2 separate regions of the Mus musculus genome follow, and region 2 is linked to region 1. The links are chromatin contacts, called in public Hi-C maps. All regions are on one chromosome and are shown on one strand. The core of a region is the stretch at or near the end of the contact, and the rest is flanking DNA. Distances in the headings are between cores, read along the strand shown.

Region 1 (5,400 bases), core at 680-3,179:
GCTGTTTAGTTAAGAGAATAGCAGATGCCTTGGCATTTGTAAATCTAGAATTAACACACAATAAGTGAAAAGCCTATTAAGCTAGTTATAATTTCAAATTGACTGTTTAAAAATTTGGTGATTTTAATTATTATGTTATATTTGCATCCACCATGATGAAAAAAAGTCAGAATAGACAAGTTGCAAGAAGAAAAGGTCCCTTTGAGGAGGAGTCCTAGGGATTTCCGTGGCATTGCCTCTGAGTTTGTGGCTAGTTAGTCCTCTGCAGCTGGGAGGGCAGGGTTTCAGGATGGTGCTCATCAGGAGCAACCAGTAAAAGGAGGGGTTGCCCTCTATTCCCTTTCAAGGGTACACTTCTGATGGCCCAGCACCTAACACCACTCCCCACCTGCCTCACTAGCAGGTAATCAAGACTCTAGAACCCGAATCTTCAGGGGACCTTCAGAATCTTAACTATAGACTACTCAGGGAACTTTATCCTAGTGGCACATCTTCAGAGAACTCAGCAAATGGAGAAATCCATGTGTGCAATTTATCCATCTTAGAAAAGCCACTTGAATGAATGAATATGTTCTATCAAGAAGAATCCCTTGTCTCAGAGTCATTTAAGACTATGGCTAACTATATAGTCATGGTAAGCTCTATTACATGTGTGCAAAAAAGGTAATACTTATATCCTGTTTCTGAAATAATTTTACAGGTTCTCATTTTGGAAAAATCAGAGTTTCTATAATGTGTAAAAGTGCCATTAAGTACTTTGGCCCAACTGGAGAATGGGTAGAGGCTTGGGTGGGCTTTTCTGCTCAGCGCTGTTAAAGAAGGATCCAACAGGGAGAGAGAGATTTGACTGTTCGTGCTGTCACTTAGAAGTCACTGAACAGTCTGTGCCCCACAAAATTTGCAACACCGAAGCAAACCCCAGGATTTCGATTCAAGTCTTTTCTGGTGTTTTGTTTTGTTTTGGACAGGTTAGCATGGATACCAGGAGGGCATAGAACTCAGTAGACTGCACAATAACCTTGAGCTTCTGCTCTTCCTCCTGGGTTCTGGGATTGCAGGCATATGCCAACAGTGCGGGGATTACATAGCGCAGGGAATGGAACCCAGTGCTTTCTGTACGCTAAGCAAGCTCTAAGCTTACTCCAGTGGAAACAACACACTGCAGTAGAGAAAGGAGCTGCCTCCGCGTCCAGTTTGTGTAACATTTGAAAGGGCCTTTTCTTCCCAGTCGTAATTGGTCCTGGCTGCCCTTGTCTCGCATAAACTATGATACTGACATTGGACCAACACGTTAATCAACCGCAAGTGCCCGCTGAGAAGGTAATATCTTCCTTCCAGCCCCCAGAGGGGCACAGAAAAGCTTTGCACCGCCTGTGACCTACTTTTATATCTGCGACCCCATACTCTGTATCTGCATTAAGGATGCTATAGCTTATCAAGGAATGAGTCTTCACTAACGTCCTAAACATGCACTGCTATTGTGAAAGGGTTTCACTGTAAGATCCAGCAATAATTACTCTTCGTGAATTAAATGATGAGGGTTCTCTTGCACCAGTTTCTTTCTGAAAAGAATGGCTGGGTAAATTCAAGGTTGCTCCTGAGTTAGAACAAAAAGTGCTGGCCATCCTACCTGACATAAGCATCCACCTAGGTTACAGATGCTGATGTCAGTCCCCACACCTTGCCTCCTCTGTCCTAAAAGGTGACTAGCGATTATTCCAGGGGGAACCAAATATGCTTCCAATGCCCACAAGCAACTTCAGCAGAAACATGGTCTTTCCCGAAGCGGGTCAGACAGTAGCTCCCATGCCCGCTTCCTGGGCTGAGCGGGGGCCGGGGGCCGTGCATTTGATGAGAGTCTGGCGGCCTCTACCGGGCGCCTAGGCAGAGGGACGTTCCTCAAACCCAGAGACGACATGTGGCGCTTTGGAGAGGTGAGAGCGAGCGCGAGTCCGCCGGGGGCGCTGGGGGAATCTGCAGCGGGGCAACGCGCGGCCTCAGGCGCGGCGCGGAACAGAGCCGCAAGGCGGCAGCGGGAGCGCAGGGCTCCGGGGCTCCTCGGCGCCGAGCGCCGGGCAAGTTCGCTCCGGCAGTATGGGGCGGTGACACCGCACCAGCCAGCCGCGCAGGGACAGCGGGCGGCGGCGAAGCAGGATGCGCCCTCGCCGACGGCTCGCCAGCCGGGGCCCGCGCGTAGGGTAAGGAGCTGCGGCGGCCACCGTTGCGGGCACCCCGGCCTCAGAATCAGGAAGAGCGCAGGGCAGTTGGGCGCTCTCGGATCCCGCAGTGCAAACTTTGCCCGGAGACTGCGGAGGCCACCAGCACGGAGGGCAGGGGATCCGGTGGCGCGGCTGGACGGGGCTGTGGGCGCAGCGCCTCCTGGTTCGCGGTGGACAGCAGAGAGCTGCTGCTTGCGGCCGTCGTGGAGCTCGCCGGCCTGGAAGGCGGCTCCCGCTCAGGAGCAGGGGCGCGCGGTGGGCGCGGGCCCCACTTGGTGTCGCGCGCCTGTCGCGCGGGTTGCTCGAGGCCGGGCTCTGGCTGCGCCGCCACTGCACCGCGCGCAGCAGAGGAAGAAGGCGCTGCCTGCCGAGCGCTCAGCTGGCGGGCTTGGGGGCTAAGGAGGTCTGGAGGGACGAGCCTGAGGGCAGGACCACCAGAGGTGTCCGGTGGCGCTGCGGAGCGGCAGCAGGTGCGGGGTGGCGGAGGCTGCGGCTCCGCAGTGCCACCCCTTATCCCACCTGCGCTGTGCGCCAGCACTGGTGAGCTCGCACCGGAATCTGGGGGGCCCCAGGGAGAGCAGTCTCGCTGTGGGGATCGAGAAGTCGGGGGCTCAGGGGCAGCAGAAGGCACCGCCCGGGTTTTCCTGCATGCGGCGCCGCGTGCTCGCCGCCTAGACTCGCCTGGCTACCGGCGCCGAGCCCTAGGATTCGCCCAAGCGACCACCGCATGCCAGCCTTCTATTCTTGAAGGGAATCTCAGAGGGCCTTATCCTTCGAGATGGAAGTACCTGTTGTGTGGTTTTTCAGTTCTGGACTTTGGGGTTGGGGGGTGTCTCCGTAGAAATGTGTTTCTTTTGGAACTCTGGCTTGCTCGTGTGCATTGAGCATCTATTTGCGTTATGCGCATGTTGAGATGTTATGTGCCTTCTCTAAGGTTGCTGCTGGCCCAGGGTCAGTGCTTGCTTGGATTACCACTGCGCTAACCAGCGTCTAGCTAAGAACAGAGATATGTTCCAAGTGTCGTGATTACTAAGCCATGTAGTCCTGGGGGCAGAATGCCAACCCAGAAAGTCTGACCCTCACCGGCAAGTCTACCATTGCGATCCTATAGAAGACGTGTTTCTGACATGTGCCTTTCCCCCTCTTCCCACACACTTTCAGCACCTTGCAGAACAAGAAGCAGCTTGCTGGCTTTGAACGTGTGGCAAATATTTCAGAAAGGTAAATTTATCTAACTTGTGGATTTGATAGATGCAAAATGCAATTGTCAGATAACTTTGAGACCTATGTTAATAATTGGGTCATTTATACCCTGCTAAAACAGTACAATATTAAGGGATGCAATCAGTCTATTAAAACGACTGTACACTCTGTAAAAGTGAACTAAAGCTGCAACTGTCACCTTTTTACACCGCCTTGCTGCCCAGAGGAGATGGTGCAAACTGAGCTGGCACAGTCTGCTAGTAACAAGGGCCAGGCTTCAGTCTTTGTCAGCTTCACTGTGGCAGCAGCATGGTTGGATTCACTGTAGTGACGGGAACATCCGTGTTCATGTGTTTCTCCCTTTTGTCTACTTTCAGCGTCAAGATCAAGTTGGAGGCAAGAACAGTTTTTCTTCCAAATTCATCTGCTTCGACTATTATTCTTACTGGGAATGGACAATGGAATGCTCTCTAGATTTATCATGACCCAAACCCTCCTTGTCTTCTGTATTTCCATGACCTTATCCAGTCACTTTGGGTAAGTTATCCCACGTGCTCTCATTTTGTGGTCTTGGGGGCTTGTGCTATTGTGAAGCCCTGCAGAACAGGACAACCCTTTGGTTGCCACCTCTGCAGTCCTGTACCCTTCGGTTTGTGGTGAATATGTCTTGACCCATGCTTTCTTCCTGAGCAAGGCGGTTTCTGGTTGCAGGGTCTCAGAAATGAGTTAGACAAAAGAAAAGAGGATTTTTACAAGTGGAAGCAGAAGATGGCTTAAAGGAAGCTGTTTCCTCCTACTTGGGTTGGAAGAGATTCAGAAGTTCATGTGTGTTAAGGACATCTGCTGCTGTTAGACAAGTGTGCCACACTTCCATCCTCTCCTTGAGTCCATTATGTCACTGATTTTTATTTTTCAAGCCAGGCTAGTGCCTGTGTCATGGAAAGGGTTCCACAATAGTCTTGGCCTGAGCCATGTACAGAGATCATAAACTATGCCTGGCTTACCCTCGAGGTTCTGGAAATGTCGTTTCGCCTGACCTCTTTCATTTGTGCCTTTAGCGTCTCTGTACTAATGCTAGCCTTTCCTTGGCAAACTAGTAATACCTCACACTCAAGATGCATGCGGTTAGAAGGTAATCAGTGTTCCTCTTCTCTCCTGTGTCCCTCACTGCCCCAAATTGTCCTGGCTAATCAGAAGGCTTGCAGGTTGAAGTACTCTCACTGCACAGAGTGTGCCCCTTCACTTCCTGTTTACCAGTGCTCTTTCCCAAGGGAACACTTCGGATACTTTTAAAGGACTGCAGGGCGCAGTCACCTGTTTCCATTTATATGGCTAGTATACGGGCTACTTGGCAGGTATTCACAGGCCCACTCTGATGAACAAAATTCCCACGAGGGTTCGTGCTTGTGCCTGGGGCAGTTAAGATGTATTCTGAGCACCCGAGAAAACCTTGTCCATCTGTATTCCCTATCTCTTCTCATCTCCCCTTTTACCCCTGTTATCTTTCTTTCTTCTTTTCTCTTCTCTCTTGCCTCATCTTTCTCATATCTGTCTCTGTTGCTTCTATAGGTCTAGCTCTGTCTCTGTCTCTTTTCCCTCACCTTCTCTTCTTGTTGTTCATCTCTCTTCCTCTGTTCAAACTGGAAGGGTCAGAAAGGCAGAGAATGTCGAGAGCACAGGCAGGAAATGTCATTCTCCAGCAAGGACATCTTTTCTTGCCAGGAAAAACAAAAGGGGTGTCTTTGTGGGCTGTATCCCAGTCCTGTGCATCCTCTGTCCATTTATCATTTGCACCCATGCAGAATATGCTCTAGAGTCCATTTTTGTTTTTCAGGTCAAATGCTTGGGATCTTTGGCTCTGAAACTGAGTAGCACACACACTGTCTAGTAGGTTGTACTTGTCATTGGTTATAAGACACACCATAAACATGTGTGAGACCCTCATTATTGGGTGCTATTCTTGCCTTGCTTATACCTG
Region 2 (5,121 bases), core at 1,201-3,700, 740 kb before region 1:
TCCATGTACCTGTGGTTAGCAGAGTGAATTCCAGGCCTCTACAGTTCCAAATCTATACATTTACAGAGTAAATGTGTCTTTCTCAACTTTAAGGCCTTCTAGAAGGCATAGCCAGCTTCTTGTTGTGAGAAGAAAGTCTTTGAAGTATACTGTTGATCATACTAATGGTCTGATGCTATAGGAGATAGTCTTCTCTTGAGGCATTTCTGTCTTGTGAGAAACTAAGGAAGAAAATGGATTTTTTTTTCACATTACTACCAAAGAAGTCATCAATTTCAGCAATATTTATGTACTTTTGTAATCTTATGTTTCATAGAGAAAGTAGTTTAGCCTTGCAGCTACTAGGATGAGAAAGCTATGTAAGCAATGAGTCAAAAGGATGAGGGCATGTGCTGTGGTTGAGATCAATATGTGAATAAGAGCTTGCTACCAGGAAGCAATACCATGGTAGAGTGACACTGCTCTGAAATGTGGAACTGGTTGCACCATCTGATTTGGGAACAGTGTCCAGTTAAGAAATAGCTTTATCGAAAGGCTGCTGCTGTCTTTCTGTCCTCCAGAGTTTCATCCCTATCCATTATTTCTGATCCCCAAGTTCTTGTAATGCCCCAATCTAGGTCGCCTCTGGTTTCTTTACTATTTTTTACATATTCACTAGTCAAATGGAAATCTACTCAGTGGGTGCACTCTATAGGATTGTGCTTGATTTTATAAACTATAACTACCTAGTGAGGTCAGTGTAAGAATCTCAAGCTGGCGCCAGGCAGTGGTAGCCACACGCCTTTAATTCTAGCACTTGGGAGGCAGAGGCAGGCAGATTTCTGAGTTCGAGGCCAGCCTGGTCTACAGAGTGAGTTCCAGGACAGCCAGGGTTATACAGAGAAACCCTGTCTTGAAAACACCAAAACCAACACCAAACACCAACAACAAAAAGGAATATCAATCTGGGGGCTGGAGCGATGGCTCAGTGGTTAAAAGCACTGGTTGCTCTTCCAGAGGTTCTGAGTTCAGTTCCAAGCAACCACATGGTGGCTTACAACCATCTTCTGACATGCAGTTATACATGCAGATAAAGCACTCATATACATTAAATAAATAAAGTAAATCTTTTTAAAAAAGAAAGAAATATTTTTTTAAAGAAATTCTCATGTTGGAAAGTTCATGCCCTCCTTCCCTGAGAAATCTTGCTATGCCAGTTTTGGAATATTTATGTAGCCTTCCACACAACAAGTCTTGCTAACTCCTTTACCTATCTATAATCCTTTTTGGTTTTAAGGTAATTTTGTCTAGAAATCCTATTAGAAATTCTCCAACTCCACCTCTGTACTTAGTTTCTTCTATTCTCCGTTGGTTAGATTTAGAGGTACCCTAACTTTGTGTATAGTGCTTAGCTCGCATTTTTTTGCTCAGTTTTATTTGTGTAGTTCTTAACTGGGAGATACAGTAGAATGGCCAGAAAGCTGCCTCGGTCAGATCCCACACATATAGAATCAGACACTTTAGGGCTATGACAATAATTTTCAAGAGAAGCAGCCATGCCATGGAAGGACCAAAGCCTCACTGAGTGAGTAACCTAACATGTGTCCATCAAGCTGGCTCAGTATCCCAAGCACACCAAGTATCCCAGCTTTTCTTTCTTCTTTGAAGAGAGACTAGCTGACCCATTGCTTCTAAAAAATGAATAATAAAACCCTTTACAATATATACATTAATGAAAACCACTTATCAGAAGGCAGAATAAGCACAGAAATAAAATCTGTCACTCTTCCTGGGATATATATATATATACCATATATCAAAGCCCTCAAAAGCAGGGTAAGAATTATTTCACAAATAAAATTCAGCTAGGCTCCCTATATGAGTTAGACACTAGAAATATAGATTAGGTTACACATCTAGAGCCAATAATGTGCCTAACTGGAGATAGAGAAAAACCAAGATATTTCAATCACCAGAATAAGGAAGGGTTAGGTATGCTCTTAAGGGCCACACCATCTGAAACTGCCCAGACTAAGATAGGAGAGAGAGATAAGCAGAGAAGACCTACATTAGATCCCAGGTCAACCTGGGACATGGGAGAACAGGAAAAGCCTCAAGCAAGAAAGTGGTGAGACCCAAACAGCAGACAGGAAAGCTAGACGTTAGGTGACTGTGTCAATCACAGTGTCCATACAAAATTCTTGATTCCTCTTTGCCCCTTTAGAAGGACTTTGAGGTTTGTATTGCCAGATCATATCCAAGGTGCCTTTTATTTTTGGGCAAAATCCCATCTTTAAGTCTATATTCTGAGTATTGTATGAAATCTGCTGCCAAGCCTGGGAACTTTGTGGGCTTAAAGAAGCTGTTTGGCTAATTCTGTCCTGATGGACAATCCTTTCTGGGGAGCATTGCCTTCCTTTTTGCATGTGTCCCACGTCCATCTGGCTGTAGTGTTGCCAAGTCGCCTCCCATTAAATCAATTCCAATATTCTAAGCACGTTGGTGGAACAGATGGACCTGAGAACTCAGATGTGGGAGGCTACATCCAGTTTTCCAGTAAGAGGAAGTAAAAATCTGAGCTTAAACCAGCTCTAGTTCATGTCTGAAATATGCTTAAACAATTTCTTTTTAATTTTTAGGGAAAAGAAATACTAATTTTTCCTGAGTTTTCCAAGTAGGTATGAAGAGATTGCTCTGAATAGTTTAACATTTCTAGTAGAGACTTACTCTTCTATACCTCTGGTCTCTTTAGTCACTATAAATTAACAAAGATAACTTTTAACTTTTTAACAGATTTAATTCTAAATTCACCATTTAGTCAAGGATCTTGGGAGTATAATTTAAGTTCACTTAGTTATTTTTAACTAAATCTCTGGTCCCTCAAGAAATGCTCATATGGGAAACACCAGAAGGTATAAGGTACCACTTACAAAAAAGAATCAAAACCATTCACAAACTGAGGAACACATATGGAAAGGACCCAAGTGCTACTGTGTAAGAAGGAAACATATTCAACCACTAACCTCAGAAAAAAAGAATACTAGAATAATGTAATTAAAACTCATACCACTGCTTCCAAATCCGGGCCTCCTCATCTTAATGTTTTCAGCAGGAACTATGCATGAGATGACTAAAGCCCACAGGCAATGAACTCAACTGTAATTTATGTGAGACACAAGCAGATATAAAGAAACAAAGACATCCCATTCTACTAAGCCACTCTCATGACATCATCTATTATAAAGATTATTATGTACTGTTAAAACCATTCTTGTGGGGAACTTAGTACTTTCATGGCTGGTTTCAAATATTTTAGGGTTGGAATGTGTTGAATTTCACAAGGCACTTGCTGGGTTCAGTTGTTTCCACTCTAGTTCCATTAGTGGTTTCTATCACTAACCATGGATCAGCAAGATGTCATACCTTCTGAGGTGACAAGGGTCAAGTGCTGGACATGAAGGGACAAGTGCTGGTCAGCTAATTCTGTGTGGATCTGTTGGTTTTCAGAACCAGCTGCCACCTTACAGAAACTACAAGAGCTGGAAGACTGGATTGGTTATGGCTACACTATATCCAGAGGCTGAATATTTACTTCAAACAGACTCTGAATTTCTTCTTCAGTAGGTTAGTGTGATAAATAACCTACTGTATTAAATAGATCAGCTAGCTATTAATAAAGAAAGATATAGGATCAGGAAGTACACTGTTGCAAATGAATGGAAATGAGCTGCTCATAAGTTTAACACATACATGTGAATCTGGATTCTGAATTAATCAGAAACAGTTATAAAGGATAATTTTATACGATAGAAAACTAGATACTTTATAGGTATAACTAAAGTTTCAAATGTATGTTGTTAATTTAAGATTATATACTAGTTGGTTTCTGTCAACAGCCTAGACATATCTGTGAAAAGGAACCTCAGTTGAGAAAATGTCTCCATCAGATTGACCTGTGGGCCATTCTATAGGACATTTTCGTGATTAATGATTGATATGGGAGGACCTAGCCCACTGTGCTCAGTGTCACCTCTGTGCAGGCATTCCTTGGTGTATAAAAAGGCAGGCTGAGTAAGCCATGAGGACCAACTCAGTAAGCAGCATACCTCCATGATCTCTGCATCAAGTCCTGCCTTTAATTCTTGCCTTGGGTTCTCCTGGTATTAGACTGAAAGCCATAAGCCAAACAAATCCTTTCTTCATCAAGCTGCTTTTGGTCACGGACTTTTATTACAGCAATAGAAAGCCTAACTAAGAGAGATTCTGTTGGCATTTAGTCTAGGCTCTGACCCACAGTTACCTGGCAAAAGCCAGGTGTACCTGACTCACTATAAAAGGGGCTGGTTGCCCCCTCCTCTCTCTCTTGTTCTCTTGCTCCTGCTCTGACCCTTGTTCCTGCTCCCCTCTCCCTATTACCCTCTCCCCTCTCTCTCCATGTGCTCATGGCCAGCCTCTACTCCTCTACACACTCTCTCTCTGTCTCTCTCTGTCTCTCTGTCTCTCTCTGTCTCTCTCTGTCTCTCTCTGTCTCTCTCTGTCTCTCTCTCTCTCTCTGTCTCTCTCTCTCTCTCTCTCTCTCTCTCTCTCTCTCTCTCTCTCTCTCTCTCTCTCCCCATTTCTCTGTCTCTACTACCCTCTCAGCTCCCCTCCCCATGCCGTGAATAAACTCTATTCTATACTATACTGGTCTATACAATACTGACTGGTTGGTCCCTCAGGGTGAAGGGATGCCTCAGCATGGACCCACAGAAACACCCCCTCCCCCCACACCTGACTGCACATCCACCAAACATATTCCTTCTCTTTCTTCATTTTTATAAAACATAACTGGTTCATTTCAGTAAAGCTGTAATGGTGTATATGTGTGCATTGTAAAAACAAGGATGTGTAAGCCTATCATTGGGGGTGTCATGTCTAGACGGTAGAATATATCATCATTTTAGTTTGTTAATCTCAGTTTTCTGTTTTATAAGGGTATCATATTGGTTTTGAAATGACGAAAACTTATTTTCAATTAAAAACCATGCTAGAACAGAAGCATACCTGTGCTTTTAACTTGGCTACATGATTTGGTTTGGAGGCCGTTGGCCTTGGCTTTAATCTGAGTGAGGTTTTCTTCATGTTCCCAAATGTCTCAGAAAG

Evidence for each region. Hi-C and Micro-C count contacts between places; a contact is called where the count stands out from the background.
Region 2: a Hi-C map of cortical neurons shows a contact between it and region 1. The contact joins the enhancer-like site here to the promoter of Gabra5 in region 1. A contact is called at or near these places in 1 of 39 promoter capture datasets (hippocampal neurons), 3 of 484 Hi-C or Micro-C datasets (cerebral cortex and cortical neurons) and 2 of 115 datasets of contacts at active chromatin or transcription factors (astrocytes and forebrain).

Annotation. Positions count from the first base shown.
Region 1 is chr7:57,506,538-57,511,937 of GRCm38.p6, reverse strand. It overlaps Gabra5 (gamma-aminobutyric acid (GABA) A receptor, subunit alpha 5), which reads left to right and starts at 1,929. Exons shown (of 11, transcript NM_001362162.1): 1 at 1,929-2,198; 2 at 3,381-3,440; 3 at 3,800-3,959. The coding sequence starts at 3,874.
Region 2 is chr7:58,244,775-58,249,895 of GRCm38.p6, reverse strand. No RefSeq gene overlaps it. Among named protein-coding and RNA genes, the nearest start is that of Gm26288, 99 kb to the right of the region's middle. Within about 2 kb of position 2,450, at least 6 of the 459 cell types and tissues checked have an H3K27ac peak or open chromatin away from gene starts, as enhancers often do. A contact at or near this core is called in cortical neurons, where this site is marked.